2 separate regions of the Capsicum annuum genome follow, and region 2 is linked to region 1. The links are chromatin contacts, called in public Hi-C maps. All regions are on one chromosome and are shown on one strand. The core of a region is the stretch at or near the end of the contact, and the rest is flanking DNA. Distances in the headings are between cores, read along the strand shown. Region 1 has its middle 130 kb from the start of LOC107856468. Region 2 has its middle 49 kb from the start of LOC107875488.

What was found. A called contact is a pair of places that touch in the nucleus more often than the background predicts.
Region 2: a contact with region 1 is called in a Hi-C map of leaf, with 1.9 times the contacts expected there. The contact joins two enhancer-like sites. A contact is called at or near these places in 2 of 5 Hi-C or Micro-C datasets (leaf and placenta).

Annotation. Positions count from the first base shown.
Region 1 is chr1:55,171,983-55,176,425 of UCD10Xv1.1, forward strand. No RefSeq gene overlaps it. Among protein-coding and RNA genes, the nearest start is that of LOC107856468, 130 kb to the left of the region's middle. Within about 2 kb of position 1,514, at least 5 of the 5 cell types and tissues checked have an H3K27ac peak or open chromatin away from gene starts, as enhancers often do. A contact at or near this core is called in leaf, where this site is marked.
Region 2 is chr1:55,321,129-55,326,090 of UCD10Xv1.1, forward strand. No RefSeq gene overlaps it. Among protein-coding and RNA genes, the nearest start is that of LOC107875488, 49 kb to the right of the region's middle. Within about 2 kb of position 1,378, at least 4 of the 5 cell types and tissues checked have an H3K27ac peak or open chromatin away from gene starts, as enhancers often do. A contact at or near this core is called in leaf, where this site is marked.

The DNA.
Region 1 (4,443 bases), core at 264-2,763:
AACTTTGGTTCTATTACCACCATTATGGTCGAGAAGGATTCGAACAAGTTCAAATACTACTTCATCGCCTTTGACGCTTTCATCCTTGGATATGTCCACATGAGGAGGGTCATCACCGTCAATGGCATACATTTTTATGGAAAATACTAGGGAGTTTTGTTGTCTGCCGTTGCATAAGACACGAAGAACCATATCTACCCTATTACATATTGTGTGGTGTACAAGGAGAACGATGGATCTTGAAGCTTCTTTTATGATAAGATGAAGTTTATTATGGTTGATGAACCAAACCTATGCCTCATCTTTGACTGACATAGAAGCATAACCAATGGGATCACAAAGTATTATTCCCGTGCGCACCAAGGACTTTACACGATGCATCTCAGAGAAAATATCCAAAATATTGTCATTGTTCATCTTATCTCTATGTGTACTACCATGCAATGAATGTGTATGATTTGGAGGCGTTCGTCGATCACTTTACGGAGTTCAATGATAATTTTCCCGAGATAGCATCTTTCTCGAGCACGATGTTGGATTCAACAAGTGGAATGTGGAACACTTTTTGGACAATAGATTAAATGTAATGACCACAAACATTATTATCTTAACTCTATATGGAGGGATGAAATAAAGTACTATGTAGCGACCGTCTTTAATTCAATTGCTCGAAGGTTTGCCTAAAAAGTCAGAGAGTATTATACAAAGGTGAGCAAGGGTGGTAATACTTTAGTGCCTACTGCTGAAAAATTCATTAAGGAGAGTATGACCGAGGGCAACTCATTACACATGTCCAACATAAATGGGGGTGATGATGAATTCACCTTAGGTATGATCGTACCACCAAAGTCAATCTATTGGAAAAATCGTGTTCTTATAGACGTTTTGACTTGAAGAAAGTACTATGCCCTTATGGGTGACAACTTTTCTATTGAAGTATGATAATAGAAATGGCTTAAGCATCTACGACTGCTCTTTTTCGATCTACCAAAAAGCAGTGCACCTCCTTCCATACCAAGAACCTATTTACATTGTCCGATGAGTGGAGTATGCCCTCCGAAAGTTTAGATATGAAGGTTCTTTCGCCTGACAACGATCCAAAACTAGGGAGGAAAAAATTGCTTTGTGTCAAGGGATTCATGAGTCGATCAAGAAAACTAAGAGGAGAAATAAATGCTTCTTGTGCAAACAATCAGGCCATAAGAGACAATTTGTAGCTTAAATGCAAATTACGATTCCATTGTATATTTGTTTTTATTTTGTTGAAATCACTGTAATGTTTTAAAACTTTAATGTCAGTTTAGTTGTACTTGACCTTTATTAGTTTCTATAATTAATTAGTATTATTTTTGTCTACACTGCCAATTTGGTCTACGGTAAATTAAGTTTCATCAACCGTCCATATATAAAAAACTTTAGTCATGGTCTATTTAAAAATCCTATACTGAGCAATACAACGATTAAGTTGTAATCGTGACGCTATGATAATAGTGCGGAAAGAAAAAAAGGGTATGGACGGCTCGACTGATGCGCTCTTTGATTTCTACACGCTACCTTCCCGACTGACACAAAAACACATGCATCTATCAAATATTGGATGGCAGAGCATCCACTTGGTTTATCTAAATGACATACTTATCTATTTTACACTCCATCTTCTTCAACAAGACAAAACAAAAAACAGGGCAAAGAGGTATATAACTTGAGAAATTTGAGGAGAGTACAAGCCACTAGGAACCATGACCTTATCCAACTGAGAAACGAATTCTACTTCCACTTCTAAGGCCTTGACACCAATCAACGTTGGCTCCGGGGACAAATTCGGTGTATGGCTTATTTTTTGTGGGTCATAGCAGAGAGGTTCCGTTTGGATCCCAGTGAACTCATAACCCCACCACCATCCCCCACATCCCCTGCAGTTTAAGTTTTTATTTATTTACTTTTGAATGTTCTTTATGTTTTTATAAAATTTTTATATGAATTTAGTTCATTATGGAAGCTTTCATTGGTGGATTTTGTAGTGAATGCTTTCCTTTTTGTTATTTTAAGTGATTTTCGTTCACCTATGCTAATGTACAATGCAATGAACTATCATAATTATGAATATAAATATTTAGGTTTGTCTATCAATTTTTCCTTTTGTTGTTTTTATGCTTTAAATTTTGCACACTAAAATTACACAATGGGTGATAGATTTAACCGATGATATTGACTAAACCCTAAAACTTATCATAGACTAAAACACTGTTTGTCAAAAATAATATACAATTAAATCTATATATCTAAATAGTTTGGCAAAGTTGATCTAAAATACTCATATTCGATTAACATATTCGTCAATACTAAACTATTGCAGAGGTGACGAATAAACCTTTTGTGTTTGTCATAATTTTTTATGGGGGTCTACTCTAGACAGTTGACAACTTGACATAGAGTATAATTGTATGACCCTGCAAAGTCCTAGTCATTTCAATCCTATATAGGATGCCAAAAGAGGTCCCAAACTTAAAAAATTTCAGCGAAGTGTTGACACTTAGTCTCATTTTTGGCCTCGATATTTCAATAGCATCATTTATGATCTTTCCGACCTTAGATTATCGATTTTTAAATTGATTCATAATCAAGGATGTCAATAGGTCATATTGAGTGAGTTTTGAAATTTTCGAACATCGTTTGACTCATTTTTGGGTGGCCAAAACAGCAAGCAAACACGGTCTTGATGCATCGCGTTGGCTATCACGTTGTACCTATCGACGCAACGTATCAATAATCGCATCGAGCCAATCGATGTGGCTCATCGTCTATCGCGTCACTGGGGCAGTTTTGCTTATTAAATTCCAAACTTCCAAGGGCAACTAGGTCCTTTTACCCTCACCCAATTCAGCCAAAACACAAAACTAAACCTACCAAAGGGCTAAATATATTCATTCTTCACAAATCCTCTCAAGAACAAAACCCTAGGTTCATCAAGTTTAAGTTCAAGTTCCAATAAATCCCCAACAATCTTCACGAAAACAACAATCAAGGTATGTTAGGTGTTCATCATTGGGTTTTCTTCCACCCTTGGAGTTCAAGAATCCTTTTTAAAATTATAAGTTTTCAGATTCATGATTTTCATGCGCAAATTGGGTTGTATTCATGTTTGTATTATTGTATGAGTTTCAATTCAAGATTTAACTATAAGTTTCATAAATATAAGATAGCATGTATGTTGATTGATGTAATTACCATGTTAAAACCTTTGAAATTGCAAGTTTAAGTTGTAGTCATGATGCTTATGTATTGTTCATTACCATGTGCATTAATTATGCTCCCCAAGTGTTTGATAGAATGTCCATGTAAATTGAATAATGTAATCATGACATGTTATCATGTGTTCTCATTGATGTACAAGTTCATAACCTCCAAGTGTTTGACAAAATCTCTCAGTAAATGAATTGTGAACAACTGACTATTGTCATGCTTCCAAGATTTGTTATGTTTTATTATTGATGCTATCGATTCCTGAGGGTAATTATTACCCGAAATCTAGTTGTTTACTTAGTTGTGGTAGTTATAGAATAGTCCCAGTAAAGGTCAAGAACAGTAATTTCAGTCAATAATAGAACTTAGTGACCTCATTCCAGTTCAGTCAGTCAACACGATCAGTGTCAGTTTAGTCAAGCCTAGTACAGTTTAGTGATCAGTTCAGTGTCGATTTAGTTGGGAGTAGGATTCAGCACCGAGCGAATCCATGGATGCAGGAATTCCTGCGAGCAGAGAGTTTTACCCTTAGTAACAGTCCCTACATTACAGAACTATGTAGCAAGCGTAGGTAAATCATCCTCCTGCCAGACTAGGGTTGACGTCATCATATATACATTTCATGAGCCTTCTAGCCAAATTAGGGTTGACCCAATATTGTTAATATCCCGTGGCAAGGTGTTAACACCCTTCCAATTGGGTCACAGGTTGGAACCCAAATCAGTCTATATCGGGGTATGTCGGTTAGATGAACACTCCCATAGTTACAGTTTCAGTATCAGTATTCAGTAAAGAACTCAGTCAGTTCTATAGAACCATGGCTATTAGTTATCAGTTACTCAGCCATCAGAATTCAGTACTCAGTTTTAGTATAATCTCAGATGCATGATGTATATCTACATACGTAGTATTGTATGTTCAGTATGTTCAGCAGTTACAGTTTTGCATGTGCACTCATCCAGTTACTTCACGATGTTCATATAGCCAGTTATCATCTCATGCATATGAACCCATGCATATCAGTCTTACCCCAATTAGCATTCCAGTACATTCCACATACTGATGTATACTCTCTTTTGCGTTATGATGTCTCATATCATAGGTTCAGATGCACGAGTTCCTGATCATACTTAGCAGCTCAGGATATCAGTGGCAGATTTAGTAGCAAGTCCTCATCCATCGAGGATATTATTTTATTTC
Region 2 (4,962 bases), core at 128-2,627, 150 kb after region 1:
GCCTATCTATTTTTTTACTTTTGATTTTATTTTCCAATAAACCAATCAACTCCGCAGACTGATTGTTACAAATGAGATTAACCTCATTTTTCTTATTGGATCTATTCAAGCCACTAACATTCCAACATATTATGTTAAACATTTCCATTAGTTAGAATGACAGTGCCTCTCCCTTGTCCACTTACAGCTTCATGAATTTACTCATTTGATTCGTTGTCATGCAATGTATGAAAAGTGTTAGGTGTTGACATATGGGATTCACGCCTTTAAGAATGCCTTCTTGGACTTGTATGCACTGGTGTTACCCAGATTTGGCCCTGTCCACATTGAATTTTCCTTTCATGTTTATCCTCATCTTTTACATTCTCTTTTCTTTGTTGCCCTTTGTCCATAACTTGTATTATGTTTACCATTATGAACATCTTCTTTATCTCTCAATGGTGGTTCTTGGGCTTAGTTCACCTCGTTTTGTCCCTTATTTTCTATATCCTCCTCGTACTTCCTAGAACGTGATGGTACTCCCTTTTTCTTTCTGCACTCTACATTACATGTCTATACTTCTTACAGTGTTGGCATAATGAGTCTTCCATTCATACACCATTCTTTGCTCAATCAAGTCATTATTTTTATTGCGAAATCAAACTTTCTCTGATGGATCAGAATCTATCTCGACCTCAATTAACAACCATGCAAAATTCAAATCCATTTTTTTTTCAGTATGTTCGTCCACCATAAAAGGCTTACCCACTAAAATCCCTGTCTTTCTTAGCCCCTTTGAGCTCCAATACCTAAAATCAAGCCCCTATAATTTTACCTAAATAGAAACTGTGTACAACTCATTTTTTGTAAATTCGTCCACGTCTTGGTGATGAATGATATATTATCAAAGTGATAAATTCCCCCTTGTATGACAATTTTTTTGTCCTATTTCTGAATCAAATCTCGCCAAGACTATTCCATTCTTCAGCATGGAAATCTTGTTAATTCCATGCTTTGCCCATTATCTTTGAATATATATACTTAAACAGTGCTTATATCATCTAATTCAATTTGACAAACAACAACCTCACCTTTCTTCATTGGAGCAACATAATCAAACTTGAATCCGACATTAGTGATTTTCCCTATGTCAAAATTATCCCAGATCAATGCCCTAGTTTTCCCTCAGATATTAATTCCACATTATCTTCCCATGATAGACGAGTATTACTTGCTTCACCTTGATAAATAATTCTGGTGCGGCAAACCGAGACCTCTAAGTTCAAGAAGTCCTTTTATTATTTCCTTGTGTTCCTGCTCATTGAGCTCATTCTTCCCTTCGCCCATTGTAATTTCCTTTTTCGTTTTGTTCCTAGCTACACTTAGTTCATATGCTTCCTCCATAGAATCATACACAAGCTTGTTCGCTGGGTTTGCTTCATTCACAAAACACTTCGATGTGGTGCTTCCCTCTTGTTCAATGGGCTTTCCACTTGTGGTTGAACAACTCAATTTCTTTGGTGACCCCAACCCTTCGCTTTCGTTTACTGTGCCATTAGAGCCTTCTGGGTTGGCTTCTGTAACACCCCTTTTCCGCCGAAAGGTCAAAGACGAATGGTTCCAATTAAACTATGATTTAGAATAGGGATTAGTTTATTTAGAGAGTTCCCACTTGAAATTGATTTATGGCGTTTCAAATCACCTGATTGAATCTTTAATAAAAAAATAATTCTTTATTGATCTACAGAAATAAAAGATCGGGTAAGAAATTCTATTGACAGAGAAAAAGGTACGAGGCACCCCTCGAATCCTGTGGTTCTAGCTTAAATTAGTCTTTGGATATAAAATATTCATTAGCCTAAAATTACTTATATCCCTCTTTTATTTATTTTAAATTTATTAAAATTGTCTTATTATGTTAATGTGTGGCTTACCAGTAGCAGTACTTTTCGGCCTTACCATAAGTTTTGATATATTTCTCGTGCCTTTGAGACATTTATGAATCACTCCTATTTTCTCCAAGTCTAAATAAGCTTCCAACATGTTTGAAATCTATCCAACCTAATTAGATCGACTTTAAATACAATATGTTAATTTTATTATAACGAATGATTGGTAGCAGTGCTTTCCAACTTTATCGTTAATAATCACTTACATATTAAATTTTAATTTTCTAGAGGTTAATAACCTAACTCATTCTTTTATGAATTGAAAATTCTTTTAATAATGAGCTTGGAAGTAATACTTGTGTCTCATCTCGCTTTCGTACAAATATTTTTTTATACTCTTCCTAATTATGGAGGTTCTTGAATAAAATTGCAACCCATCTTGTACATTCACACCTTAATTGATAAATTAGTTCTTTGATTAGAATTTAAAATCGTGACCGATTTGATTTTCTAAGGCCAAATTAACATAATCATGTAACATAACAAAATCACATTTAACGAAATTATGGTAACAAAGTAACAATAAATTTTCATAATCACGTAACAAAGTCAAAAAAATTACGTAACAAGTAAACATAACGAATTAAAATAACAGAGTTAATAAAGCATTTAACAAAATATCTTCGTTAAAGAGAATCCAAGACAATTGGCATGTAAAGTATGTTATTATGAAACCCAACAAACAATTAAATTTAATATGAAAAACAAGATACACAAACATACTGTTGAATTCATAAAAAATGTCTTAAATAAATAAAAAAAATCACATTCTCATAGATGAAAACCTTCATAAGCCATCACAATTTAATTTTAAAGTGCACAGATTTCATCCTTCCTTTTTAAACTTAATTAGTAATTAATAAAAAAAGCAAAGGTTGAAAAAAATACTCAAATCTAATTATCTATTTAATTTAACAAAGTTATTTAAAAGTTAATAAATTAATATTTAATATATCAACTTAACATACTTCATAATATTACAATAACATGAGGGGCGACTCAACACAATTGGGGGCCTAAAGCCAAATTTCGATAAGAGGCTTTGATATTTTTTTTCAAGAAAAAAAAATATAATATATAATTTTTATTTAAAAGCTATTTTTCTAGCTTTTTGAGAAGCAAAGGTATGAATAGTTGTCTTATAATCAATTTCTTTTAATAATTCTTTTTTAATTGATAATATACCTAATCCACTCAATCTCTCTTGAGACATTGTTGATCTCAAGTAAGATTTTATCAGTTTTAATTTTGTAAAACTTCTTTCCGCTGAGGCAACTGTTATAGGAACAGTTAACATTATTCTATAAAGAATATAAGCATTCGAAAAAGAATCAAGCTTTTTTATTTGATTGAGTATATCAATTAAAGTATTGTTATCTACTTGTACTCTCTCCCTTTATACTCTTAACTCGAAAAATAAGTCTAAACCATCAATATCAGAATGATTATTGTATTTTAAAGAACATTCAAGATTAAGACAATATTTTTTCAAATTCTCATCATCTAGTGATCTCAATTTTTTGCCACTAAATAGAAATTCAAAAATATTTTCATAAGCTTCAAATTGTTCAAATCTATTTTGAAGAGAAACAATAGTTTGGTCTACTATATATAAGAAGTACTCAACTCTAAAAGATTCCTTAGGAGACCTTGTGATTTCATTATTAACAATCTCATCAAATTGTTTTTTTCTATGTATTACACATTTAGTACGAAATTCAGGTTTTCTATTCATCTCAAATGCAATTTCTTTACCAGAAATCATAGAACTTGCAAATCCTTGCTCTTTATATTTTTTTAGAAAGGAAATTAAATCCCTTAATAGATCTATAGCACCATCAATATGCATATCTTTTGATTGCAAGGATTTGCTAATTGAATTAACTGCAAATAAAATATCATGCCAAATAGTCATACCCAATAAAAATTCAAAATTTTGAAGCTTATATGTTTCTAAGTAACTAGCTTCACTTTTAGTTTTTGGATTATCACTAAATTTTACAAATTTCAGTAAAGCATCTCTTATTTGTGGAGTTTGAAATCTTATGGCTTTAACACTTTCAATACGACTTTCTCATCGTGTTTGTGACAATGATTTAAAAGATAGACTAGGTACACTATCTTTTAAAACTTTCCATCGCTTAGTAGAAGAAGAAAATAGTGTATATATACGTTGTACCACTCCAAACAATAAAATAGTTTTTGTGCAAGAATTAGCAACATCACAAAGTACTAAAATTAAATTATGACAACCACATAGAGTATAAAATGATCTAGGATTTATACCTATAAGTCATTTTTGAACTCCTTGGTGTTTCCCCTTCATATTAGATCCATTATTATATCCTTGTCCTCTTAAACTATCAATGTCAAGTCTAATATTTTTAATTTCATCTACAATAACTTCAAAAAGACCTTTACCTGTATCATCCACTTTTAAAAATTCTAAAAAATACGCAGTAACTTTTATTGGAGTTGCTGAAATATCCACACTTTGCAATATAAAAGAAATTTGTTCTTGATGACTAGTATCCGGAGTGCAATCAAGTATAATTGAAAAATACTTTGTTTCTATGACTTTTTTAATAATTTTATTTTTAATTTTACTAGCCAATAAATTTATTAACTCATTTTGTATATTATGTCCTAAGTAATGATTGTGAATTTCATCATGTTTAATTCGTCGAATATGCTCTTGCATGATTGGATCAAATTCAGCAATCATTTCAATTAGACTTAACAAAATTCTATTATTCTCTTGATAAATTTTCTCATCTTTCTCCTAAATGTCAAATTATTTTTTTGAGAGTTTTTATTACAACAATAATTCTTGATTATACATTTTTCCAGTGTTCTGTATCCCTATTGATTTGATCTTGAACATCTTTATCAATTTTTTTATTTTTCTTCAATCTTATTTCTAAATCAATCCATGCACCCATATTAATAATTATTCGCTTGGTATCTCATGAGTTTTAAGCTTAACACTAAGATTTCTCCAATCTGTACTACCTTCACATGCTACTTTACTATT